Regions from separate parts of the Pan troglodytes genome. Here regions 1 and 3 are each linked to region 2. Evidence: chromatin contacts called from public Hi-C and HiChIP or PLAC-seq data. All regions are on one chromosome and are shown on one strand. Each heading gives the region's core, a stretch centred on a gene start, on an enhancer-like site or on the middle of the called end of the contact. The rest is flanking DNA. Distances are from core to core; before and after follow the strand shown.

Region 1 (3,881 bases), core at 239-2,738, 280 kb before region 2:
CCTGAGGAAAGGGGAAGAGGTTGCAAGAAGGTGAAGGGGGCAACCTGGTCGGGTTTTGTTAAACTTTCTGGGAGATGGCCAATTGGGTTCACCGTCTGGGGGGGCTCCTTATTAGTCTCCTGGACTAGGGGGGCAAAGAGATCACAAGTGTCATCCAACGTGGTCAGAAGGTCATCTGGCATGGTTTCCAGGTCATCTATACCCAACAGGGCATCCAAGTCGAACTCCTTCAAATCCATTTTCTCCAACATCCAATCTGTCCCGGAGAAGGCATCCTCTGCAAAACATTTGAGTGATGGGGCCAAGTGAGTCAGATACAAAGGTAGGAGGCCCCTAACCCTAGATCCCACCCGGACGATGTGGTGGTGGCCCACTCACCCTTGCTGTTGTTGGAGGGACTGACCAACCCATCCACAGCCAGCCATTCGGAGGAGCCCGCCTTAGCCTTGTCGCTGGAGAACCCATGAGGTTTGAAGTGCTTGGCCACCTCCAGGTAATCATCTAAGAGACCTAGGCTTTCTTCAGCCCCCAAACCCGACTGGTCGAAGGGGGACATCAAGTCCCCCACCAACACCTCGCTGCTCAGGAAGCTCATTTCGGTCATGTTGTGGTGCTTTGCTGGAATCGAGGAATGTGCTTAATTCGAAGGTGTCTTTGTCGGTTACAGCAACGCTGCTGCTGAATGCCGTGAGAAGCCTGAATGAGAATCAGAAGCCAACTCCCATTAGAGGTTAGCTGTTCTGAGAATTTCATCCTTCCACTTATGAGGCGGGACTTCTCTAGATCGGCCATCTAGAGAATCGGGAACAGGGCAGTTGTATCTGCCCCTCCCTGCTTGCAACTCAGGTTCCACAAAATGGACGCTCACGGAGACCAGGCAATTCTTCCACCGGCCGCCAAGAGGAAGGCGCTCCGTCCCCACGTCCAAATGCGGCCAGGGCGGCCGCGCCCCGCCCACCGCCCGCCCTTGACTCACGCCCGCGCCGCCGCCCTGCCGCCGCCATCTTGGTTCCTGCCACGTTTCGCGGGGCAACAGCCAAGACCCCTGGGACCCTTGCGGGGCTCGGGGTCCGAGGGCTGTAGGGCCCCTGGGGAAGCAGTCCGGGCACCCGACTGCGCTTTCCCGATCCCAGGCACGCGAGCGTCTCGGGGACACCCAAGCAAAGACCACGCGTCCCGGGCGCTCGTTAAATCGCTTCCCCCTTGGCGGCACCGCCCTGGCCCCAGGCCGCACCCCACCAATCCAAAACCCGCGTCGGCCCCAGGAGCACAGCTGGACGACCCGCCCCGGTACTCACGCCATGGCTTAAGCCGCTGGGGGTTGCCGCTGCAGAGCCTGGTGCTGCTGCCGCCGCTGCAAAGGCCAATGCTGCCGCAGGCACTGCTGCCCCTAATACGCCATGGTGGCCGTGGACCCTGAGGGCGGGGAGGAGGGAAAACGCACACGTGCAGGGAAAACTACATCTGTGGGCGGGCAAAGTAGAAATGGCTGCAGTGGCCGCCCGCCGGCCCTTTATAGATTTCGTCTCTATGGGGACGCAGCACAGACGCATCCTTCCGCCGCGACCACGTGACCGTCTCCTCCCGCCCGCTCCCTTCCCTCCCTCCCTTTGACGCCCCAACCGTTTATGCCCAGGGCGTAGCTGTGACGAGAAAAGGAGTTTGTTCTTATGGCCTCACGAAAGGAGAGAGGCGTACTACTTTACTAGGCTTCTATGATCAGAGTCCGTTCTTTCCTTCGCCGCCGGAGCGCGGAGTGATCTCCCAGACACGCCTCGCTTCCGGTGTCAGCGCAGTGGGCGGGGAAAGGTCGTTTTCCGGCGAAGAGTTTTTATTGTGAAGGGCGAGGACGCCAGGTTATCGCGCGAGGTGCTGGCGAAGAGCGCGCGTCAAGGTGATTGGCCCAGGCCCGGTGAATCATATATACCTCGAGCTCTTATTGGCTCAGGGCCCTAGATGGGCGGCTGCTGGGAGAGGGATCCCGGGGTCCGCGTGGGAAGGGTAGGGGTCTCGGGTCTCTGCTAGGTCTCTGCTAGTCCTCAGCCAGCCTCGCCTGCTGGCCCGCCACGATCGCGCTGGCTCCTGCCCCCAGGCGGCCTTAGCCCAGCGCACCCCTTAGTGGCCTCAGGGACCAGCCCCTGCGGTCGGATCCCGCCGCCCTCAGTGGAGGTCCGCACTGGTGGCCCCGCCGCCGCTCCCAGCCTGCGCGTCCTTCGGTTGCGGGTGGTGATTTGTGGCCTGCGGAAACCGGGGGGTTACCTGTTCCAAGCCTGAGTTTTCCAGAGGCCCCATTCATAGCCGACACGGCGCTGCTGCCCCCGGGAGGTTGAAGGGGCCTCGAGAGGGCGCGCCGGGCCTGTCCACCTACCCCCAAAGGCCGGCTGAGTCTGCATGGCTCCTCCTAAACTCTGGAAAGGAGCCGGGAAGACGCGCCGTCCTGTCGCCCAACCTGGGTTTTTACAATTTTCATCCGGCTCAAGTGCAAGGCTGCCACAGAATAGCATCATAGAGGAACTTCTGGTGTCCGAAGATTGCGTTCTCCTAAGAACAAGATTTTCTTCGCTGCCGTCTCCCTGGGGTAGTTCGGATTCACTCCGGATTCTGAACTCCCCGGCCTAACCCGCTTTTCAGCAGTCACGCCCATGGCCCAGGGAGGAGAGGCGCTTGGGAACCCACGGCCACTTACTGGGGGTTGTGCGTTGGGAAGGGGTAGTCTGTTTTAAGAATACAAGAAACCTCCCCATCATCTTTCAGCCCCTTCCAGTCAGGCCCTGTGAAGGTGGAAACTTTGAGTTTCCGCCTCCATTTCACTGGGCCACACAAGTATGAGCGCTGTGATATCAAACCACCAGGGAAGCACTGCTCTAAATAACCACAGGCCATCTGCTGCGCTCATTCAACCTCGCCCACAAATCCTTTCCAATGGTAAACCGTGGCCCAATGGGATGAAGCTTCTTGCTCAAAGTCACAAGGCTCCCAGTGGAGGGAGTATGGGGTAGGAGTTAGAAGACAGATTTTGGGGAGCGCATCCAAAAGAATCCTGGCTGGGACATTTTGGCTAAATGACTTATACTCTCTGAGCCTCAGTTTCCTCATTTGTAAAATGAGACTACTGATGAGTATCCTTGCCTCATGAAGTGAGATCATACATGTAAAGCACTTAGCACAGTGCCTGCCTGGTACATGTAAGCGCCCAATAATGGTTGCTGTTGCTGCCACTGTTCATAGAACTCAGGTCTCCTGACCCTGACTTCTGCCACTCTCCATCACATCCTCCTGCTGCCTCAGAGGACTCTTCATTATTATTTAATGAGATGAAACCAACAACTTTAAAACTGGTATACACAAGGCATACTGGATGCTGGAATAAAAGTATGTTTTTTCTTTCTCCTTGGGGAATCGTGAGTGTTGAGATATACAGAAGTTGGCGCCAGGAGCAGTGGCTCCAGCCTGTAGCCCCACCTACTCAAGCCGAGGTGGGAGGATTGCTTGAGCCCAGGAATTCCAAGCTGCAGTGAGCTGTGATCACAACACTGCAACTCAGCCTGGGCAACAGAGCAAGACCCTGTCTTTAAAAAAAAAAAAAATACAGGAGTTTTCTAGCCTTTCCATGCAAAGGCAGTAAGAATACCTGAGCCATTAGCCATGTCTTCCAAAGGCAGAACTAGGGACCCACAGGACGTGTTCTCCTTTTGCTATAGACAGTACCTCCTGACAGATGACTGTGCAAATGGTTGAGTATTAAAGTAACACTGCCCCAATTTTGACACTGAAAAGGTCATAAAAGAATGACTCCCATGGCAGCCTGTCCCATCCATTCTTTTATAGAGACCTAGCTCAAACACTTCAAAGGTTCCCCTAGCTGAAAATGGAGACCCAGT
Region 2 (3,777 bases), core at 369-2,868:
GAAGATCATGTTGGTAGCCCTGCGAAGATGCTGCAGGGCTGTGGGGGTTTGTGTGACTTTGCAGTTCAACAAATTCAAATTCAGCCAACGCTGGCAGGGCCTGTTGTGCCAGGCAACCAGCTAGGAGGAGGAGACTCGGACCCAGCTTGCAGCTGAAGGGCGCTGGCTGCCGGGTTCTGTGGGTTCACCTTGCGGTGTCTTCCCTTGCTAACACTGAGTCCTTACAATAGCCCCATCTCCAGGTTGAGGCTAGATGGAGGGGACAGAGGGAAGTGACTTGCCCAAGGTGACCCAAGCTCCCGAGTGCCAGGGCAGGATCTGAATTCAGGCTCTCAGACTGCAGAGCCTGAGTCCCTCCCTGCCATGCCTGTGCCAGGGTGGAAATGTCTGGTCCTGGAAGGGAGCGTGGACTCCTGGCCTTGGCTCTGGAGACATCCCCCTAGACCACGTGGGCTCCTAACCTGTCCATGGTCACTGTGCTGAGGGGCGGGACGGTGGGTCACCCCTAGTTCTTTTTTCCCCAGGGCCAGATTCATGGACTGAAGGGTTGCTCGGCTCTCAGAGACCCCCTAAGCGCCCCGCCCTGGCCCCAAGCCCTCCCCCAGCTCCCGCGCCCCCCCCCCTCCTGGCGCTGACTCCGGGCCAGAAGAGGAAAGGCTGTCTCCACCCACCTCTCGCACTCTCCCTTCTCCTTTATAAAGGCCGGAACAGCTGAAAGGGTGGCAACTTCTCCTGCAGCCGGGAGCGGCCCGCCTGCCTCCCTGCGCACCCGCAGCCTCCCCCGCTGCCTCCCTAGGGCTCCCCTCCGGCCGCCAGCGCCCATTTTTCATTCCCTAGATAGAGATACTTTGCGCGCACACACATACATACGCGCGCAAAAAGGAAAAAAAAAAAAAGCCCACCCTCCAGCCTCGCTGCAAAGAGAAAACCGGAGCAGCCGCAGCTCGCAGCTCGCAGCTCGCAGCCCGCAGCCCGCAGAGGACGCCCAGAGCGGCGAGCGGGCGGGCAGACGGACCGACGGACTCGCGCCGCGTCCACCTGTCGGCCGGGCCCAGCCGAGCGCGCAGCGGGCACGCCGCGCGCGCGGAGCAGCCGTGCCCGCCGCCCGGGCCCCGCGCCAGGGCGCACACGCTCCCGCCCCCCCACCCGGCCCGGGCGGGAGTTTGCACCTCTCCCTGCCCGGGTGCTCGAGCTGCCGTTGCAAAGCCAACTTTGGAAAAAGTTTTTTGGGGGAGACTTGGGCCTTGAGGTGCCCAGCTCCGCGCTTTCCGATTTTGGGGGCCTTTCCAGAAAATGTTGCAAAAAAGCTAAGCCGGCGGGCAGAGGAAAACGCCTTTAGCCGGCGAGTGAAGACGAACCATCGACTGCCGTGTTCCTTTTCCTCTTGGAGGTTGGAGTCCCCTGGGCGCCCCCACACGGCTAGACGCCTCGGCTGGTTCGCAACGCAGCCCCCGGGCCGTGGATGCTCACTCGGGCTCGGGATCCGCCCAGGTAGCGGCCTCGGACCCAGGTCCTGCGCCCAGGTCCTCCCCTGCCCCCCAGCGACGGAGCCGGGGCCGGGGGCGGCGGCGCCCGGGGGCCATGCGGGTGAGCCGCGGCTGCAGAGGCCTGAGCGCCTGATCGCCGCGGACCCGAGCCGAGCCCACCCCCCTCCCCAGCCCCCCACCCTGGCCGCGGGGGCGGCGCGCTCGATCTACGCGTCCGGGGCCCCGCGGGGCCGGGCCCGGAGTCGGCATGAATCGCTGCTGGGCGCTCTTCCTGTCTCTCTGCTGCTACCTGCGTCTGGTCAGCGCCGAGGTGAGTTGCCACGGCGGCTGGGGCTGGTTCTTCATTCATTACCTTCGCCCCCACCTTCTGACCGCCCCCTCCTCTCCCTGCAGTGAACTTTGGACCCTTGCAGCCCGCGAGCCTGACGCCGGGCGCTGGGTGACCTCTTCGGGCTGGGAGCGAGGTCCGGGGGTGACAGGCTCTAAGGGAAGGCAACAGCGGTGGCTTTCTTTCCAACCGGCGGGCGAATCTGGCTCCCTAAGCCGTTCCGTGTCGGGGGAGGGTGTGTGTGGCCCTGTCCCCCACCCTTTGGGAACCCGAGAACAAGCCCCTTTCCGGCCGGGAGAGAGGGGGTGGGGTGGTGCCCAGGGTGCAGAAGGCAGCGCGTCCTCCCGAGCCCACTTCGGCGCCAGCCTCGGCTTAGGCTCTGTCCTGCCATCGGCTTGCCCAGGAGGTGCAAGCTTGCGCACCGGTGCCATCCACGCCGACCTTTGACGGGGCTCGGGTCCCACCCTGGCTCCCGGTCGGGGTCCGGGTGGACGCCCTCCGGCACGCGCAGGGCATGCCCGGCCCCAGAGCACGGTCTGGAAGCAGCTTGTGTCTCGGGCGCGGGGTTTGGGGTGGGAGTAACAGGGAGAGAGAGAGAGAGAGACGGAGAGAGGGAGAGAGAGATAGAGACGCAGGTAGGTTTCGGGCACTCGGGTAGGGGGAGGACTAGGGGCTCTGAAGGAATCCAGCCCCCGGGGCGCTGTGTGCCTGAGGCCTTGCCGTACCTGTGCCCGCGCCCTGCAGGAGGAAGCACCTCTCTCCCCCGCATGCAGGGTGCGGAGCGCGCCGCCTGCAAAAGCCTAGCTGCACGGGAGATGGGGTATAAAAACATCTGAGGGAGCGCTGGGGTCGGAGCCGTCCCCACCCCTCCCAGCCTCACGTAGCCGTGAGTTGGCAAGTCTACCCGGAATCCAGGTGGGAAAGGGGGCGGGGCGGGACGACGCGCGCGGTGGAGGGGAGGAGAGGGCAGCCGGGAGCGCGGCGTGACTGGGTACCGTCCCACCTCCGCCCGGCTGCGGCCGGGAGTCCGCACCTCGCCCGTACCTCGCCGGCTCCCGGGGAGGGTCGGCCCCTGCGGCCTCCAGCCAGGCGCAGGAAGGAGGCAGCGGCGGCGAAGGGGTTAAGGCGGAGGGCTCGGAGGCCGCGGCCCGGCCTTGGGCTGCCGCCAGCGCAGGTTGTTTTGACCACGGAGGAGCCGTCGCCGTCTCCTTTTGTTCTCGGGGCTCCTCGAGGGCCGCAGGCCGCCCGCCCGGGGGCCCCGCCCTTCCGCGGCCGCCCCCCGCGGCCCGCACCCGGGAGGGAGGACGCGGGGCTCGGCCGGGCCGCCTTCAGGCCCCTCCCGACGCCCCCTCTCCGCCTCTCCCGCAGCCCCCCGGGCCGCGGCCAGCTGTTGGGGAGGGGGTGGCCGGCCGGCCCCAGCTGCCGCCTCGCCTCGCCGTGGGACCTGGGGGCTGGGCCCGGTGCCAGGGCGTCCTGGGAACGGCGGCGCCCCGTGGCTGCTCTCCGCAGCCCACCCCGCCCGGGCCCCCGACTCGCTCACTCACCCCACGCATGCACACTCCTGGCCGGAGGCGATGCTGCGCTCCGGCGGGCGGGCGCGCAGAGCGACGGGCACGCACTACCGCGGCCAGGTCGCGCGCCCGCCGCTGCCACGCCCGTGCACTCGCGGGACACACGCGCGCGCACCGCACACAAACGCACGCACAGCCCCTGCACGCGCGGCCTGAGCACACGTGCGCGCACACCCACGCACGTACACAGGCACGCACGGGCCCCCGTGCACCCAGCGCCTGGTGCTCGCCCCCGCGCAACAGGTGGGCCCTCCGTGGGCCCTGGCACCTCACCACCTCTGTAGCGGCCCCATTTCCTTCCTGGCGTCCTGTGAGGGAGGGAGAACCTCCCATCAGCACCACAGCACCTACTTTTTTTTGCCTTGTCAGCCCGACGCCCCTCAAACCTTAC
Region 3 (3,967 bases), core at 74-2,573, 370 kb after region 2:
TGACTGAGCAAGACTCCATCTCAAAAACAAAAACAAAAGAAAGAAAGAAGCAGGAAGTGAGCAAAGGGATCGTGGAAACAGAGATTTGAGTGATGAAGCCATGAGCCAAGAAATGCCAGCAACATTTGGAAGCTGGATGAGGCACGGAACAGATACTCTCCTTGACCCTCCAAAAAGGGACCAGCCCTGAGGATACCTTCACTTGGGCCCAGTAACACTGATTTGGGACTTCCCGCCTCCAGAGTCATCAGATAACAAATTTGAGTCATTTTAAGCCACTGAGCTTGTGTTAATTTGTGAGAGCAGCAACACGAAACTCCTACACCTTTATTCTAGCATTAGTCACACTGTGTGACAGGTGCCTTTCTCACCCCACTGACAGCTCCTCAGCCTGGGGCACCTTTGTTTCCTGATGGTTTCACACAAAGCCTGGTGCTTCACAAGGGCTCACAAACACTGCTGAATGAATCAACAAGTGGACTCACCTGCTTCATCCCCCACCTGTCTCCGTCAGCCTGAACACACACACACTGTCATACCCACTCCTCTCACCTGCTCACCCACCACCACCCACGTCTCCCAGGAGGACATTTCTATTTTTACCACAGCAGCTCACCTTGGGCTGGCCAGCAAATAGCTGTTTCCCTGGAACATACTGAATTTAAGTGAGGAGAGGGATTTCTCTCAAGGTAATAATTGGACAAATCTGCTGGGAGAAAAAGACTAACATTTTGCTATGGTGGATTTGAAACCCAAGAATTGGCATTGTAGCACAGAAACGTAAAAATATTTCCTAATGAGCCATTGATGTTCGCAAGACACAACCCTGACTCTTCACAATCCCCCTTCCTCCCCACCCCATCTCAGCCCCAAGGTGGTCACCGGAAGGATGGTGAAATCTGTATTTAATGACACTGAAAGATGTCCACTTTATAGCATTAAGGGAGAAAAGCAGATTCCAGAACAGTGTGAATAGCGTGATCCCATTTTGTTAAAAAATTAAATCTACAGACAATGTGTATGTATATACATACATACATAGGTGTACGTGAGTTTATGTACGCATAGAGCAGAGGCTGGAAGATTGGTGAAGATGTTAACAATGGTTTTATGGGGGTTATGGACAGTTGTTTTATCTGTATTTTTAAAATTGTTTTACAAAGAACAAGACTACTAACATAATGGGAAATAAAGTTCAAGTAATTTCAACATTTAAAAAGTGGAGCGTTTTGCGCGGCAGGGCTATTTTTTGTGTGTCCGTTCCTGGACAGCCCCAGCTCGATCCCCCGCCCCTCCTCAAGTGGGAAGCTGGGATCTGGGCTCCCCAGAGCAATGGCGGAAGCTTCGCGCAGCTGCGGGCGGGGAGAGGGACGCGGCCAGGTCGGGGGGCCGGGAGGGGTGCTGGGAATCGGAAAACACAGATATGACCGCGAAGGCGGTTTCTGCCGAATGACCAGATGATGACCCGCTGTGGGCCCAAGGCGGGGTGCGGGGAGCCCGTTCCTGCCCGCGGTCGCTCTCCCTCCCCCACTGCCACACCGGCCCCGCCGAGTCCTCCCCGGTCTCCTGGGCGAGGACAGGTGCCGCCCGAGACCCCGGCCGCAGACAGATGCCCACGGTCACTCCGGCCTTCCTCGGCCCCATTCGCCGCACACCCCCTTCCTGCGGTGGCGTTTTTGTTTTAACTCTTCTGAACTGGTTACAAAACCACACTCCCACGAATACATAAATAATGGGTGGGGGGCGATGTTTTAAAGAAATTCCCGCAAGGCCTGGCAAGGCAACAGCAACTGCATTTCTGCTGCATCATATTTAACTGTTTGCAGGCTGCTGCGGGAGATGCGCGGTGGCGGCGAGACTCGGGCTCCACAGCCCTTCTCCGCCCGGGGCCTGGCGAGACTCGCGTGGGGATTAAGAGGCAAGGAGAGGGTGTCAGCGATCGGGCGCCGGCAAGATGTGACGGGGGGTGATAAGCGTAAGGCCGCAGCGTGCCCACAAGCCGGGCACCCATCGGGTCGGCCGGCAATTGCTCCCTCCGCCCGCGCGGCCCCTTTAAGAGCCAGCGCGCGCCCCCGCCCCGCGAGCGCCGACTTTCCCTAGCAACCGCCCCGGGGGAGGGGGAGGTCGTGGTAACCGCGCGCCAGACGCGAGGATCACGTGACGGCCCGCAGCTGGAACGCGAGCGCGCGCCCCGCCGCGCTCCCGCCCGCCGGGGCCTGGGCGCTGCGGCGCGTGCGCGAGCGGTGCCGCACCGGCCGCGGGCGCAGGGAGTATTATGGGCTGTGGGTGCCGCTGAGCAAGATGGAGCTGTCTGCAGTGGGCGAGCGGGTCTTCGCGGCCGAATCCATCATCAAACGGCGGATCCGAAAGGTGAGCCGCCGCCCGGGGCGGGCCGCCGCTGTCCGCAGCCGGGGCCGGGGCCGGGGGCCCTCGGGGCGAAGCGGTCCCGCTAGCCCGGCTCCCTCGCCCAGCCCCGCGCCGCCGCCTCCTCGCGTCCCCGCATCCTCCCCACCCCCACTCCCGTTTTTCTCCCCTCTGTTTTTCAGGGACGCATCGAGTACCTGGTGAAATGGAAGGGGTGGGCGATCAAGTGAGTGTCGCGGGGTCCGGGGGCGTCGCGGGAGGGGAGGCAGCGGGCACCGGGGCCTGGGGTGGGGGTGCGCGCTCTTGCTCTCGCCGCGTGCCTGTCCCTCTCTGGTCTTCATCCTGATTTTGTGCGTTTGTGACTCGGCAGGTACAGCACTTGGGAGCCCGAGGAGAACATCCTGGACTCGCGGCTCATTGCAGCCTTCGAGCAAAAGTGAGTTGTTGGGGAAGCTGGCAGGGGCTGCGAGGCCGAGGCTTGGCTGGGGCGCCGCGCGGGGAAGCGGGAGAGCCGGGAAGGGCAGCGCGGAGTGGGGCCCGGGAAGGGGCTCTTTTTAACCTCTGGTGTTTTTCGGCCGCAGGGAGAGGGAGCGTGAGCTGTATGGGCCCAAGAAGAGGGGACCCAAACCCAAAACTTTCCTCCTGAAGGTAACCTGGCCCAGCCCCAGCAGCATCCCCCTCTCGGGCCCCCAGCCCCGGCACAGCACGGGGCCTGGAAGGGAGGGACAGATACGCGGCCGCCCAAGCGGGCGGGCCTTTTCAGAGGGGCCCCAGCTGGGCAGGGGGTGGTTGTGAGCCCCCCCCCAGAAGCCCCTGATGGCAAGCCTTAGCCAGCATCAGCTTCAACAAGAGGGTCCTGGGACTGGGGATAATCCTCCCTGTTGAAACTAGGGGCTGGGGATGCCTTTAGGGCTCCAGGAAAGGGGGTGGCTGAGGCAGGTGGGGGATGCCCATGGGAAGGGGGCATTTGTTTGAGCTGTTATGACTGTGCTGGGAGTTGGAACCCAGGGGTAGAGTGAGTGGGGTCCCACCTCCTGGCAGGGCACAAGGAGAGGATTTGGGGGACCACCTGCCTCCCTGCCCCCAGCTTCCCCCGTTCCGTCTTTCAGGATTTGTTCTTCATGGCTCCCCTCCTTTCTTGGGGATCCAACTTGAATTTGACCTCAAATCATTTCACTTTGAATTTATCACCCAGGCTGGGCCACTAACTTTAGGGCTCTGAGCCTCAGTTTCCCCCCACTCCCGTCCATTTCTGGGGGATGGGGATGTGGGAGTGAGAGCATAGCATATTAGCCTCTGCTAGGGAGGGAAGAACTTCCAGAGGAAGCCATCTTGGAGGATTTGGGTTTTTATTTTATTTTGACAAGGAAAAACAGAGTCTGGGAAAGGAAGGGCAAGATGGCCCTAGGTGGCAGGCACGGCTGCAGGTGGGACTCAGTGGGCCCCCTGTCTTCCTGTAGTGCTACGGATGCCTCAGGGCCCCCTCCCACCCGACAGCCGGTGACTTTGTGGGAGGACTGTTTTTCGGAGAAGAGAAGCAGAAGTGAAAGAAATGTTGGTTTCCAGAATTTCATATTTTTATAACCCCCACCCTCAAGCGACG

What was found. Hi-C and Micro-C count contacts between places; a contact is called where the count stands out from the background. HiChIP or PLAC-seq counts read pairs in DNA pulled down with a chosen protein or histone mark.
Region 1: a Hi-C map of stem cell-derived neural progenitor cells shows a contact between it and region 2, with 3 times the contacts expected there. The contact joins the promoter of ATF4 here to the promoter of PDGFB in region 2. A contact is called at or near these places in 1 of 7 Hi-C or Micro-C datasets (stem cell-derived neural progenitor cells) and 1 of 1 datasets of contacts at active chromatin or transcription factors (stem cell-derived excitatory neurons).
Region 3: a contact with region 2 is called in an H3K4me3 HiChIP or PLAC-seq map of stem cell-derived excitatory neurons, with 3 times the contacts expected there. The contact joins the promoter of CBX6 here to the promoter of PDGFB in region 2. A contact is called at or near these places in 1 of 7 Hi-C or Micro-C datasets (induced pluripotent stem cells) and 1 of 1 datasets of contacts at active chromatin or transcription factors (stem cell-derived excitatory neurons).

Annotation. Positions count from the first base shown.
Region 1 is chr23:41,516,300-41,520,180 of NHGRI_mPanTro3-v2.0_pri, reverse strand. ATF4 (activating transcription factor 4) reads right to left here and starts at 1,488. Exons shown (of 3, transcript NM_001252517.2): 1 at 1,299-1,488; 2 at 379-696; 3 at 1-277. The coding sequence starts at 604.
Region 2 is chr23:41,239,368-41,243,144 of NHGRI_mPanTro3-v2.0_pri, reverse strand. PDGFB (platelet derived growth factor subunit B) reads left to right here and starts at 1,618. Exons shown (of 9, transcript XR_008541827.2): 1 at 1,618-1,797. It overlaps LOC129138512 (a long non-coding RNA gene), which reads right to left and starts at 758. Exons shown (of 2, transcript XR_008541829.1): 1 at 672-758.
Region 3 is chr23:40,873,609-40,877,575 of NHGRI_mPanTro3-v2.0_pri, reverse strand. CBX6 (chromobox 6) reads left to right here and starts at 1,323. Exons shown (of 5, transcript XM_016939189.4): 1 at 1,323-2,370; 2 at 2,547-2,590; 3 at 2,735-2,800; 4 at 2,946-3,012. The coding sequence starts at 2,302.